5 separate regions of the Sus scrofa genome follow, and all the other regions are linked to region 1. The links are chromatin contacts, called in public HiChIP or PLAC-seq and promoter capture Hi-C maps. All regions are on one chromosome and are shown on one strand. The core of a region is the stretch at or near the end of the contact, and the rest is flanking DNA. Distances in the headings are between cores, read along the strand shown. Region 1 holds the start of GGCT (gamma-glutamylcyclotransferase). Region 2 has its middle 38 kb from the start of MTURN. Region 3 has its middle 22 kb from the start of ZNRF2. Region 4 holds the start of MTURN (maturin, neural progenitor differentiation regulator homolog). Region 5 holds the start of PLEKHA8 (pleckstrin homology domain-containing family A member 8).

The links. Promoter capture Hi-C pulls out the DNA fragments that hold promoters and counts their contacts. HiChIP or PLAC-seq counts read pairs in DNA pulled down with a chosen protein or histone mark.
Region 2: a promoter capture Hi-C map of fetal liver shows a contact between it and region 1, with 3 times the contacts expected there. The contact joins the enhancer-like site here to the promoter of GGCT in region 1. A contact is called at or near these places in 3 of 5 promoter capture datasets (fetal liver and liver), 5 of 47 Hi-C or Micro-C datasets (alveolar macrophages, embryonic fibroblasts, fetal heart ventricle and 2 more) and 1 of 2 datasets of contacts at active chromatin or transcription factors (skeletal muscle).
Region 3: a contact with region 1 is called in an H3K27ac HiChIP or PLAC-seq map of alveolar macrophages. The contact joins the enhancer-like site here to the promoter of GGCT in region 1. A contact is called at or near these places in 1 of 5 promoter capture datasets (liver), 4 of 47 Hi-C or Micro-C datasets (embryonic fibroblasts, fetal heart ventricle, omental adipose tissue and 1 more) and 2 of 2 datasets of contacts at active chromatin or transcription factors (alveolar macrophages and skeletal muscle).
Region 4: a contact with region 1 is called in a promoter capture Hi-C map of fetal liver, with 3 times the contacts expected there. The contact joins the promoter of MTURN here to the promoter of GGCT in region 1. A contact is called at or near these places in 2 of 5 promoter capture datasets (fetal liver and liver) and 1 of 2 datasets of contacts at active chromatin or transcription factors (skeletal muscle).
Region 5: a contact with region 1 is called in a promoter capture Hi-C map of liver, with 4 times the contacts expected there. The contact joins the promoter of PLEKHA8 here to the promoter of GGCT in region 1. A contact is called at or near these places in 1 of 5 promoter capture datasets (liver), 8 of 47 Hi-C or Micro-C datasets (alveolar macrophages, embryonic fibroblasts, heart right ventricle and 4 more) and 2 of 2 datasets of contacts at active chromatin or transcription factors (alveolar macrophages and skeletal muscle).

Annotation. Positions count from the first base shown.
Region 1 is chr18:42,409,288-42,412,070 of Sscrofa11.1, reverse strand. GGCT (gamma-glutamylcyclotransferase) reads right to left here and starts at 1,337. Exons shown (of 3, transcript XM_003361377.3): 1 at 940-1,337. The coding sequence starts at 1,080.
Region 2 is chr18:42,763,091-42,765,790 of Sscrofa11.1, reverse strand. No RefSeq gene overlaps it. Among named protein-coding and RNA genes, the nearest start is that of MTURN, 38 kb to the left of the region's middle. Within about 2 kb of position 1,395, at least 23 of the 83 cell types and tissues checked have an H3K27ac peak or open chromatin away from gene starts, as enhancers often do. A contact at or near this core is called in fetal liver and liver, where this site is marked.
Region 3 is chr18:42,672,118-42,674,817 of Sscrofa11.1, reverse strand. No RefSeq gene overlaps it. Among named protein-coding and RNA genes, the nearest start is that of ZNRF2, 22 kb to the right of the region's middle. Within about 2 kb of position 1,382, at least 8 of the 83 cell types and tissues checked have an H3K27ac peak or open chromatin away from gene starts, as enhancers often do. A contact at or near this core is called in alveolar macrophages, where this site is marked.
Region 4 is chr18:42,800,831-42,803,530 of Sscrofa11.1, reverse strand. MTURN (maturin, neural progenitor differentiation regulator homolog) reads left to right here and starts at 1,432. Exons shown (of 3, transcript NM_001244785.1): 1 at 1,432-1,810. The coding sequence starts at 1,649.
Region 5 is chr18:42,899,889-42,902,588 of Sscrofa11.1, reverse strand. PLEKHA8 (pleckstrin homology domain-containing family A member 8) reads left to right here and starts at 1,386. Exons shown (of 14, transcript XM_005673281.2): 1 at 1,386-1,845. The coding sequence starts at 1,806.

The sequences.
Region 1 (2,783 bases), core at 88-2,587:
CTTCTGGGCTGGTTCTGTCTGTGATACTGGCTCTATTACAGGCTCGCTTTATGCCTGCCTATTTTGTCAGCTTTGTGATCCTATCTTCCTGGTCATTCTGTGAGCTGTACAACGGCCTTACAACATATGCTTTTTCTGCTTAAATCAGCCACTCTGTTCCTTCCAGCTAAGAACCCTGACAACCATAGCAGAGGCCATATTTATCCCACTCGACAATGTCAAAAGGCTTTGTAGGCAATTTGTTTGCATGTCTCTCCTATAGACTGGAAGGTCCTGAAAGCAGCCAACTTTACTTAATCACCTTCCTATCTCCAGGTAAGTGCTGGGAGAATAAACACTAAGTGAATGGATGGACTGTGCTGATAGCACTGATTCTTACCAAGGCTCACCCAACCACGTGACTTAACTGAGCACAGCCCTTACTACGAATAAGACGCTGCTCCAGCTTTCAGAACTTCTCAGACCGGGAGCAGGCAAGTGGATTTTTACAAAACCAGGTGACAAGTCCTGGAGCAAAGGCAGGTAAAGAACAGAAAACAAGAGATTCCCTGACCTGAGTCAGAGAAGGCTTCTTAGAAGGACCAACCAAATGGATTTGGTGATGATGCCAGGTCAGTGGCCAAGAGAGAGGAGGCGGGATCTGGGGAGAACTAGCAACTAGTGGGAATAACAGGAGCAGGAGCTCAGGGCAGGCTAGGAGGCGCAGGTGCAGAGTAGCAGAGCTCAGCAGGGTCAAGCATAGGGCCATAGGGCCGAAGGCGAGGGGGGGCCGGCCTGGGTTGTGCAGGGAGCAAGGTGCTCTTAGCAAGAAGAGCAGCATTCCTGGCCTAGGCCTGCATTCCTAGGAGGCCTTGAGAGAGCATCTGCTCAAATTTTGGCTCCCTCGACTGCAGAGGGGCACAGGACGTTGCAGGGGCTGGGCAGGAAGCACTGACTGACCTGCAAACGGGCCACACAATAGAACTCGGCGGAGGGGTTTCGGAGGTGAATCCGCTCCATCAGCAGATTGCTGCCATAGGCGAAGTAGAGAAAACTCTCCTCTTCCTGGCCTCCGCGGTCCTCGCCGCCGGAGTTTGCCATGTCCCACCAGACGCCTGCACGGACCTGGGTCGGCAGCGGGAATGTGTGGAGAGAACTACGAGCACAGCTCGGTGGCCGATGACCCCAGTCCAAGGACCGCGCCGGCTCGCCGCAGCCAGAGGTTAAGGGAAAGGCGGGAAGCGGGGGTCGGGCAAGTCGCCTGAGAGCACCCTTCTGATTGGCTTCCAATACGCAACGCTGTGAGCCGATCCCTCTGATTGGCTAGCCCGCCTCCTCTACGCTCTCGAGGGGATTCTGTAAGGTTCTGCGCTGAGACTAGCCGGAGCTGATTCTTCACCCGATACCCTCCCCTGTTGTCCCGCCCCCGTGCTCAAGGCTCCCTCTCTGATTGGCAAGTGGGCGGGCACTACGCGGGGGCGGGTCAGGTCCTGTGAGCTCCGTTTGCGGGGGCGTGGCGCGCGGGTCCCAGCCAGGTTTTCTCAGTGTTCGGCTGTCCTAGTGTGGTTTTCGACAGATGTGAAACTAAACGCCGGCTCTGGCAAACGCAGGTCCTTCACTCTGCAGTTTGCTTCTATCCCGCCCTCCAGGTTTGGAGGAGTCAGGACCGGCGTGTTCACCGCAGACGCTGGTTCTTGCACCCCCAGGCCTTATCCTCTCCCTGATACTTTTTCTGAGGACCTCAGGCTTCCTGGAAAATCTCCTCTGAGTGTCAGGGGCTCCCTTCTTTGATGGAACCAGCATGCCAGCTTCAAATCCTGGAGCTGCTGTTTGTTGGACATGTAACCTCAGACACATCTCAAGTCCCCGGTTCCTCCTTTTATTTTATTTTATCATTATTATTATTATTATTTATTTAATTTTTTTTTTTTTTTTTTTTTTTTTTTTTTTTTGCCTTTTCTAGGGCCCCTCCCGCGGCATATGGAGTTCCCAGGCTAGGTGTTCTGCAACCTACACCACAGCTCACGGCAACGCTGGATGGTTAACCCACTGAGCAAGTCCAGGGATGGAACCCACAAGCTCATGGGTCCTAGTCGGATTCGTTAACCACTGCGCCACGATAGGAACTCCCCCATTTCCTCCTTTTAAAAGAAAGATCATGTTATAATCACAAGTTATATAACATAAAGTATGATCCCATGTCTCATATGGGATCGTATATGGGCTGTTATAAATATTTTTGAGTACTTTTGTTAATGTTACTAGGTGCAAAAGCTCCAGTGTAAAAATATAGAAATTAATAACAATGACATTAAAAGCCTGTATTGTTAACTTTGAGATGGAAATATTAATATGAACTCAGGGCCTAGAAGCATTAACTATCCTTGGCACCCAGACTTTGATCTCTAAATACTACTTCCCACTAAAAGGTACCCAGGGCCCTTGGAGAAATGGCTGATGCCAGGTCAAGAGCTGGGAAATAATAGAAACACTTGGAACATCTTGTAAAGGAAAGTCAGGAGGTATTAAAAAATGAGGTCATGGAGGTCCCGTCGTGGCACAGCGGAAACGAATCCAACTAGGAACCATGAGGTTGTGGGTTCCATTCCTGGCCTTGCTCAGTGGGTTGAGTATCTGGCATTGCCGTGAGCTGTGGTGTAGGTCACAGACGCGGCTCGGATCTGGCATTGCTGTGGCTCTGGGGAAGGCTGGCAGCTACAGCTCCGATTGCTCCTCCATATGCCCCAAGTGCGGCCCTAAATATACAAACAACAACAACAAAAATGAGGTCCTTTAGGAGATGG
Region 2 (2,700 bases), core at 146-2,645, 350 kb before region 1:
CCACAGATGCAGCCCTAAAAAGACACACACACACACACACACACACACACACACACACACACACACGCGCGCGCACGCGCGCGCAAAGCAAAAGTTGAAATAAAGACCCCAGTCGAAACAGTGGATGCATATTAGCCCCCATGATAACATCCCTGGATACTTTTCTCCTCCCTTCCTACACATCCCTTCTTTTTGTAATAAAAAATACAAGATACAAGATTAAAAAAAAAACAAAAACAAAAACAGGAGTTCCCGTCATGGCGCAGCGGAAACGAATCCGACTAGGAACTGTGAGGTTGCGGGTTCAGTCTCTGGTCTTGCTCAGTAGGTTAAGGATCCAGTGTTGCCATGAGCTCTGGTATAGGTTGCAGATGTGGCTCGGATCTGGCGTTGCTGTGGCTGTGGTGTAGGCTGGCAGCTGCTGCTCCGATTTGACCCCTAGCCTGGGAACCTCCATATGCTGTGGGTGCGACCCTAAAAACAAACAATAAATAATAAACACAAAAACCTACAACAAAACGAGTATTTGGGATGCTTTGCTTGCTTAGGAAGGTAACACTTTCATTTCTTGTGGAAATGAGTCTCATTTCCATAGTGAAGTAAGGCCAGGTGGGACACCCCATTGTCCCGGTTTCATCGTGGACACGAATGCATGGAAATAAAGTCAGCAAAGCAGAACCCACTAGCCAGTGTGTGGACCCTGCACCAGGGCCGGAGCCAGCAGGGCTGCGTGTATGTGTGCGGGAGGGGCAGGCAGGGAGTTCCCAGTGCCCTCCTGCTGAATCAGGGTCAGGAGCAAACATTCCTCTCTGCCAGCCTGGCCTTCAAGAAACACATGCTGAAATAGCTGGCCCTCTGCCTTTCCTCTTAGTTCCACTGTGAGCAAATGCGAACTTTGAAATCCTTCCCTGACCTCCCTTTCCCCCTCGTTTGGAGCAGAAAACAATGAAATTTCTAAAACTCAGAGCAAGCCCTAAATAGGCAGCCCGAGACTAAGGTAGGCCTTTCCTCTTAGGCAACATTCTCCTTGTTTCCAGAAAAACATGGCCACAACGCAGGACGTAAAAACGAAGTTTGTCCTTAGGGATGTTTTTTAATTGGAAGCCTCTAGAGGTCAGCACCGCATAAAGAACCGGTTTGCTCTATGAGCGCGTGCTGGGCGGGCTCTCACCCGCTTCCTGGTGGAGCCTTTGGGAGAGGGGGGCTCGCCGACCCCTCCGAGTGGCATGGAAGGAGCGAACAGCCCGGCTGTGCAGAGGAGAGGAAAAGGGAGGGTCCTTTCTTTACGCATAAACCCTGGCATTAGACCCCAGTGGGTTTTCTTTCCTTCGCATCCATCTTTCTCTGCAGCTTCCACACCCCCGTGTGTACACAGTGTCAGCTCAATAAACACGACTTACTGACCGATCAGTGAAGCGTGGCCTTTGGCTCACTCTGGGAAGGGCTGGGGGATGCCAAAGAGGAGATGGATGGCACATTTCATCTTGCTTTGAGCAAGGTGAAAGGCTGCTCTGTGTTCTGAGGTGGCCGGGGCCTTTCTGATTATCGGCCAGCAGCCTTTGACAAGCCCTGCAACTTCCAACCAACTTGGGGGTGCTGGGGGACAGGGCAGGGACCACAGGTGTCTGCTTACAACTCAAATCAGGCTCCCTGTGGCCTGCACAGATTGGGGGTGGAGGGGGGGTTTGAGCATCTGTAGGACATCTGGCCAGAAGGGAGGTATTTGGGAGCCCCTGAAAATTGGTAGGCACTCCTGGGGGCTCCAGGACACAAGGTGCAGTAGGAACATGTAGTGATAGCCATTGGCGTCCCAGGCCACTGGAGGCCAGAGCCCAAACCAGAGGCAGACTTGGGAGTTCCCATTGGCTCCCAGAATTTCACCAGGGTTTCCTTTTTAGCCCACGAAGGATCAGGAGGGTCTTTCCTCCTCCTCTCTCCCCACTGCCCCTACTGTTCAGGTTTTTTATTGCTTCTGTCTACTGAGTTAGGCCCAACCCTCACCATAGTCGTGGGATGGACATTTGTCCTCTGCTGGGTGATTTGGCTGAGCCTGAAACCCACTCAGCGGAGACAGGATGTGGTGAAAAGGACAACAAGCATGTCACAAGCGTAACAGAAGCCCTGACTCCCCCATAAACATTTTAACAGTGGCTTGACAGCAGTCTCACTACTACCACTAGGTTTCAGAATGACGGTTTTTGATTCTGTTGAGTGTGGGCAAGGTCCAAGTTTACTCTGCTCCGCAGTGAAACAGCCCGATGAGGTTTCAGTCCTTTTGCCGTGAAGCACACAGTGCTGAGTGACTGTGTCCCAGCTGCATGTGCTGTTCCATGCACTGGTTTGTCTTAACACACGTTTATAAAGCCCTAAGCACCAGGCACTGTTCCAAGCCCCTACGACTCCTGCAATCCTCCCAACATAAGGTAGGTGTTATGACTCTTATCCCCCTTTTACAGATGAGGAAACTGAGGTCCAGAGACATTAAGTGACTTTCTTAAGATCTCACAGCTGGTAAATGTGGAGCTGGGATTCAAGCCAAGGCAGTGTGACTTCAGAGCCCCTTAGCCGCTCTGCTGTGAACAGTGTCATGGGGTTGGTCGTCCTTTTAGTGAGACCCCTGGTCCTTTTTGCTCAATATCACAGGGGCCCTCCCCTTAAACGTCCTGCCGTGAACGCTGCTAGTCTGCCTGGTTGCCCATA
Region 3 (2,700 bases), core at 133-2,632, 260 kb before region 1:
CTCCGCTTCTTGTTAGAGGAATGGCAGGGTTCTAGCGGAGGACGTAGAACTGGAGATATTTTTGCAGCCACTTTTGGAAAACAAGGTCTGTCGCAAGCATATAGGGTTAATAAATGAAAGGGGACTGAGTAACCTGGTTGCTAAAGCTGTGGCTTCGGGGCCCTGAGTGACCCAAAGTTTCAGAGGGACCTTCTAGACACCACGGGACCGTCTGTTCTTTTCTGGGGTCTCATGATGGCAGACCTGAATAAACTTCCATTATCTAATGGAAACTACTTAAGGTAACCTTAGCAAATCTTCTATCCTTGCAAGCAAAAGTGGAAAAAAGAAGCAAAAAGGGCAACAAATCCAGCTATCCAGAGACATTTAAGGTTTCAATTATAGAAAGAAAAATTAATGGAAGGAAGACTAGAAATAAATGTGTTGAGATGTTAACAGTAGTTGCATCTGAGTGGTAGTTTTTTAGGTGATTTGATTTATCCCTTTATGCTTATTTAAAAAACGCTAAAGACCAAAAAGCACTGAAAAACTTAATTTACAAAAGAAATAAGATTCCTCACATGTGTAAGTTCACACGCACACACACACGCACACACTCTACTACCACCTCATACAAATCTATTCATCAGAGGTTCTTTTACTAACCTTCCATAGAGTCTGTGACTTTCCCCCATTCAAAACTGAAACCTGTGGAGTTCCCTTTGTGGCTCAGTGGTTAATGAACCCAACTAGGAACCATGAGGATGCAGGTTCGATCCCCAGCCTCACTCCGTGGGTTAAGGATCCAGAGTTGCCGTGAGCTGCAGCATAGGTTACAGATTTGGCTTGGATCCTGCATTGCTGTGGCTGTGGTATAGGCTAGCAGTTGTAGCTCTGATTCGACCCCTAGCCTGGGAACTTCCATATGCCATGGGTGCGTTCCTAAAAAAGAAAAGAAAAAAACCAAACAACCAAACTAAAAAAAAAAAACCCTGAAATCTGTTCTCTCTATCCTCAATATCCACTTTTAGGTATATTTCCAAGGCTGTGTAAGCTGTATGTTTGCTGAGAAGTTCAAAGCATTCTAGGTACTTTAATGGTCAAAATGGCTGGGGGGAACGGCGTGGGCTCAGCAGACATAAAGGGTCTGTGACACTTGTCTTTCCCTGTACAGTCTCAGGAGGCCTGCTACTTCCTAGTGAGGCATTGCTTTAAGATTTGCCCTATTTTCATCTCTGTGAGGAAGTCTCAGACAAACAAGGTCATATCTTGGATGCAGCCCTGTTAGCACATTCTCTTCCCTCATTTATTTTGACAAGAATTAATCTTTTCTGTGCAGTACACAAACTGTCCTGATGTGGGTAGTTGGACAATAGAAGAAGTGGTAGCAGCATCTCTGCAGAGTCATCTAGTGTCACGTGTTCTTTCTGAACGTACCTTCTAATGGATCACATAAGCACAAAGGGAAGGCAGCAATTAATTTTTCTTTGGTCACTGCCCTTACTGAAGAAGCTTCACCCGTGAGGTCTATGCCTGCTGGCACAGGACAAGAGCCAGCCCTGCCAGGAAGAAGAGTCCCTTAGCAAGATCATGTTTGTGTGGCAGAAAAGTGAGATTTGGTTCTAAGATATTTTAGTTCTTTTGAAGTCCTTGGGGGAAACTCAGGAAATAAAGAGTTGTAACTTCAGCTACAATTCAACAGACATAGAATGTAGAATTGCAACTAATGGTTCTAGGCTCTGAGGAGGCAACACTCTTTAAGACACAATTTGTACACCCGGAGAGCTCATTGTAGTGGGGGAGACAGAGACAAAGAAATGAAAGCTGTGTGATAAATACTGAAAGTGTGTACGAGGGATGGAGATGCCACAGAGGAGGAAGTGATGAATTCTGGAGAGTTCAGGAAGGCTTTCCGAAGGAAGTGGTGGCTGCGATTTAGAAGGATGGTAGGAGTTAGCTCTGCAAACAAGGTGGAGAAAGGGAGGTTATTTCAGACAGAAAAAACACTATCTGCAAAGGCACAGATAGCCCATCTGTACAGGGAAGGCGGTGAGACCCAGAGTTAAGGTAAACTGGAAGGAAATTGTGAGGTCAAGAGCCTGAAGATATTAATGAAGTCTTCTTAAAAATCGAGATATGATTCACAAACATAAAATTTGCCCTTTTAAGATATCCTTAAAAGTGGTTTGGAGTATATTCCCAGGGTCGTGTAACCATCACCACTACATAGTTCTGGAACATTTCATCCCCCCAAACCCTCTATTCATTAGCAATTGCTCTGCTTTCCCCTCCTACTGGGTTGCTTTTGGAAAACACTAAGTTGCTTTCTGTTTCTATGGATTTACTTAGTCTGGACACTTCTCTTTCTCTCTCTCTCTCTTTTTTAATGTTTTCCATTATAGCTGGTTTACAGTGTTCTGTCAATTTTCTACTGTACAGCAAGGTGACCCAGTCACACACACGTATACATTCTTTTTTGTCACATTACCATGCTCCATCATAAGTGACTAGATATAGTTCCCAGTGCTATACAGCAGGATCTCATTGCTTATCCATTCCAAAGGCAAGAGTTTGCATCTATTAACCCCAAGTTCCCAGTCCATCCCACTCCCTCCCCATCCCTCCTGGCAACCACAAGTCTATTCTCCAAGTCCATGATCTTCTTTTCCGTGCAAAGATTCATTTGTGCCATATATTAGAATCCAGATATAAGTGATATCA
Region 4 (2,700 bases), core at 183-2,682, 390 kb before region 1:
TGAAATTTCACTGAATTAAATTGTTTTAGAGGAATTGGGAGATTACGAAGTCACGAAATTGTTACACAAGAGCATTAACTTCCAGGTAAGGACATTTCCATCAGGAAAAAGATCAGATAAAACACAATGCTTAGGATGCCTTCGGGCTAATCACTGTCCTGACCTCTTCCTCTACCAAAAGATTAAGTGGATTTTCTACTTTCACTATGGGAATGCAGCTTTGATTTTATGAAGAGAATTCAAGGAAAAAAGAACTCCTATCCCAGTTATTTGCAAGAGAAACAAGCTTCCAGAATCACATCTGTTCTAAGGATGGGTGTCATGAGCTTCCCTTAGCAAGCCTGCCAGCTCTTGGAGGGTGGAACTACATATTAGTCATATTTATATCTTAGGGCTAGCATGGCGCCTGGTTCAGAAGACACACTTTAAAGATGAAGTCTGATTGAATGTTTATAGAATGAATACTATTTAGCCTGTCTCTGCTAGTAGTCATGCAATTCCTGTGGGCCAGGACTCTGTCCAGTGCATTTTCTGCAATCCAGCAGTGCCTGTCTGGTGGTTCCTGGCAGCCAATGAGCGTTCAACAGGTGCAATCCTTGGGCCATATACTTCTGTACTTTTGTGAAATGTACTTTTTTCCTTCCCAAACTAGCAGTTGATGATTTTAGGTTATACAGGATGAATTGAAGGTGACTAATATTCAAGCTAGTCTTAGAAAGCTTATTTCTAAGAAATATTCAGCTTTATGTTAACACCCCCCCATCCCCAATCCAAAAACTTTCATCTTCCTTTCCAAATGGACATTCATTTCGGTGTCTAGTAAACATATTTATGGGAAACATTTATTTACATCAATCAGAGGACAGAGCTGTGATTTCTGAAAAAGAGAAGCTCCATTTTCCTTAGGTTTTCTCAGTTCCTTCATTGCTAGTCTGAGGGTATAAGTTGTCTGCAGTTTTTTGAGCTTCCCCTGCATTTAAGTCGCATCAGGGAAAACCTTTCCCGGCCTTGTATGTCCAGAGAAACACGATCCAGATAACTCTGCTTCACTGTTACCTGGGAGCTGGGGATTTCGGGGCCGCGCTGTGACGTCACCGGGCTCGCAGGCCGCGGCGCGGGTCTCAGGCTCCGGTGATTGGCTGGGGCCCATGACGTCACGGGCCGGGGCGGCCCCGGGTTCGCGAGGGCCTGGGGATGCTCCGGGTTCCCTTTTAAAAAGGAGGGTTGGGACCGGGGGAGCCCGCGGAGCGCGGGGCCCCTCCCGCCGCGCCGGGTCCCGCCCCGCCCCGTCCCGCCCCGCCGTGCCCGCAGTCCACCTTTCCGGGCCTGGCCGCGCCAGCCTCGGGGGCGGCCCTAAAAGGGGGCGGGCGGGGAGGTGGAGCGAGGAGTCGTCGGGCGCGGCGCCGAGCCGTCCCTGGTCGCCGCCCACCCAGTTACACACAGCATGTAAACAGTCCCCGCCGGGAGGAGCCCCGGGAGCGGAGGGAACCCGCGCCGCCCGGCCCCGCCGCCTGCCCCACAGCCCGAGGAGCCGCGCGCTGCCCGCCCGGGAGGAGGGCGCCCGAGAAGAGGAGGGCGGGCGGCGGAGGGAGCGGGAGGCGGGTGGCGCGCGAGGAGGCTGAGGGAGCGGCGGGCGCGGCGGGCCAGGATGGATTTCCAGCAGCTGGCTGACGTTGCGGAGAAATGGTGCTCCAACACGCCCTTCGAGCTCATCGCCACCGAAGAGACCGAGCGCAGGATGGATTTCTACGCAGACCCCGGCGTCTCCTTCTACGTGCTGTGTCCGGATAACGGCTGCGGGGACAATTTTGTGAGTGCCTGGGGGAGGGACCGCCGCAGCGCGCGGGAGTGTGGACGCGCGGCCGCTTCCCTGCACCCGAGCTCGGGCTGGCGGGGGAGGTGGTGGGGCGCGAGGGGGCGGGGGGGGGCGTAACCAGCTGGCCGCCGCTCACACCGCAGCTCCGCGCTCCTCCCGGGGAGTCCCTGGGCTCTGCGCTTTGGGGTCAGCGTTCCGGGTGGGGCCGGTAGGCGGCCAGCAGGGGCGTCCTTAGGGTCGGGAGAGCTGAGCTAGGACGGGCTGTTTCGGGGACGCGACCTCGGGGCTCGATCGCGGTCCTCGCTTTGGAGCATCTCCGGAGGGGTCTCGGCCTCGCACCAGTCCGGGCCCGGGCGCACGGGCCCTCCCCTCTCGCAGGATCTGGGATCTGGAGCTTCCTCCACCCGGGCGTCCCGTTTGGGTGAGGAATCCTGTTACCCTTCCAAGGAGCAGGCACAACTCCTTGAGTTGTCCCCGCCCGAGAGAATCCCCGTCGCCGTCCCTGCCCCCCGCCCTGCATTTTATTTCCTGCGCTGTTTGGACACAAAGCCTCTGTCCACACTAGCGATGCCCCATCTCCTGGACCTTCTTTGCGGAATTACACCCGGATCTTAAAAACGCACGCGCGCGTGCGCGCGCGCGCGCGCGCGCACACACACACACACAGGCACGCCTATCCCCCATTCCTTCTGTGCTTCCATTGCTCCTCTGTGAGCATCATACGAGGTGTGTGGGCCCCAGCGGTTCTGTCCGGCCGAGGCGGCGGCCGAGGCTCTGCCAAAACCCTTTGGTTTTTCCTGATGAGGGAGAATTCCCCCTCCCCTCCTCAGTGCCCCCCCGCCCCGCCCGCCCGCCCGGGGCTCGCGGGGCCCCGGACCTGGAAG
Region 5 (2,700 bases), core at 137-2,636, 490 kb before region 1:
AAAGATGAGCATATATAGGCTAGGAGAGGTTGTGTCCTGCTTAAGGTTGTTGAGCGTCAAAAGCCGTTGAGCTCCGCCGTCAAACCAGGTATTGTGATGTATTGTGCATCACTGCATTATGTTACGGCTGCTAATAATTTATCATCTAAATGACCTTAGTGTAGAGAGTCAATAATAGCCTCTATCAAGAATAAGTGCAGACCATAGTTCCCGTTGTTGCTCAGCTAACTCGACATTATATCTGAGAGGATGCGGGTTGGGTCCCTGGCCACGCTCAGTAGGTTAAGGATCCAGCACTGCCACAAGCTGTGACATGGGTTGCAGATGCAGCTGGGATCTGGCGTTTCTGTGGCTGTGGCCAGGGAGCTTCCATATGCTGCAGGTGCGGCTCTAAAAAGAAAAACAAAACTCGAGAGAGAGTGCAGATCTCGGCCTTAAAGAAATAGTAATCACATTTACGAGTTACACAAGCTCAACTTAGTTTAAAATTTTTAGTTTTACATTGTTCTCATAATTTCAAAAGCAATACGTGTACATTGTAGTCGAGTTGGAAGAAACTGGAAAGCACTAGAATTCCCAGTTAAAAAACAGGAGCCACATTAAATTTGAATTCCAGATAAACGAGTTGATTGTTCTTTGTTTTTATTTGCTAAATCTGGCAGACTTTCACTAAAGAAAAAGAAAGAAAAAAGATTTCCTATGATACCACCATCCAGATATAATCCTCTGAACACCTTGTTGTATGCTTTTGTGACACATGCCTAAAACAATTAGGATCCTATTGTACACTGTTTCATAACCTGCTTTTCCACTGAGTCTACAGTTAACATTTTCCCTAGTCAAATATCCTTAGCACAGTGCTTTCTCACACTTTAATACGCATAGGAATCCCCTGGGAGTTCCTGGACCCATTCAAGAGTTCAATTCAGCAGTTTCTGGGCTTGGAGCGATATCCTGCAATTCCGGCAATCTCCTAGGTGAGGTCAATGCTGCAGTCGGTGGACCACACTTTCTGTAGCGGGGCCTTAGAGTTTAGAAAACGTCTGCTAACACTGCCACACACAACATTCATTCACCTCCTTCTGCCCTAATGGGCACCTCAATAGCCTTGAAGTGTGTGAGATCAATTAGCTTTGAAAAAAAGAATTAGACCTTGAGGACTAGAATCCAGGGAGCAGCCTAAGGGGTCCCGGTGATCCCAAACGTTAAGAGGTAGGTAGGATCCATCTACAGCACATTAACTTGGGACTTGCCCCAGTGGCCTCCCTCCTCTGTTCTCACCCTTTCCATAGTCCCTAGCCTGCGGGACTCCTTTTCCCCGCCGGCCTCTGCGGCTACGTCAGCGCGGCCGCCGCGGTTGCCGCTAAAGCCCGGAGTGGATTTTGGGAACGTGCGCGCAGGCGATGCACGGGGCATGCGCGAGCGGGCTCCGGGCCGGGTGGGTAGAGGCTTCAGGTGGCGCGCGGTGGCGCCGCCCGCGACCCGCCGCCCCGCTTGCGGCCCTGTGGTGGCCGCAGCCGCCCCTCGGCCTCACCCAGTGCTTTGGCCTCCTTGTGGACAGCGCGCCGGCCCCGCGGTGCGGGGCCACGGGTCGGCCGCGCCTTCACGTGTCCAGGCCGCCGCAGTGACCCCGCCCCCGGGCCCAGGATGTGAGGCCCGCGGGGCGTCCCCGCACCGGGCCCGGACGCCGGGAGTGGCCGGCTCGGCAACGCCGAGCGATGGCCCTGCTGCCGGTGCTCCTCGCCTCCTGGGGCCTGAGGCAGTGAGGGGGCCGGCGGGCGAGGGCTGAGGGGGCCGCGGGCGCCATGGAGGGGGTGCTGTACAAGTGGACCAACTATCTGAGCGGTGAGTGGGGGGCGCGCCAGATCCTTTGTCTGAGCCGGAGGAGGGCGGTGTCGCGACGCGCCTCCTGGGTCGGGGTCCCGGTCCCCAGCATTTCCCGCAGCAGTTTTGTCTCCCGTGCTTACAGACAGAGCCCCGCGTTGGGGCTGGGTGACAGCGCTAACGGCCCTTCGCAGTGAACGCTGCGAAGTCCTGAGATTTGGGGTGACTTGAAAGGCACGACGCCCTCACTGTCAGCGGGAGGGAGGCGCTGATTCCCGCAGTGGGGTCCTCTAGGAGTCTCTGGAATTCTGGCGGAGGAGCTGGTCTCGGAAGGTTTCCCATGAAGGTTTCCCATGAGTGCCGGCAGTAACCCGGCATTCCAGAGGGAAAGGTTCTTTTTCAAACCGAGTCCCCAGTGCCAAGTTTCCCTTGTCACCTGGAGAGTCATCTGCGTATCTGCGTCTGCGTGCAGAACAAGGTATCAGAGTTGTGTCTCAGCAGCTTCAAAGCTCCAGGTTTGGGGTTTTCTCACTGATGATGTTTTTGTTTTGTTTTGTTTTACAGACTCAGAAAGCACCATAGAAAGAATGCAAATATTAGCAAGTCTTTTCTGCCCTGCTGAGCAGAGTGGCTTAAAAATAGTACCCCGCCCCCTTTCCAGTTTGTGGAAGTACTTTCTTCCGATCTTGAGAAGGTCATAACTATTCTTCAGCTGTGACTATGATTCAGAAGGAGCATTTTCATAAATGAGTGTATAAATAAAAGCCTTCTGTGTGCTGGAAACTGTGCGAGGCACTTTTTTGAAATTAAACTTTTTATTATGGAAGAGGAGGTAGGCACTTAAGATTTTAATAGCAGTATATTTGAAATGAGAAA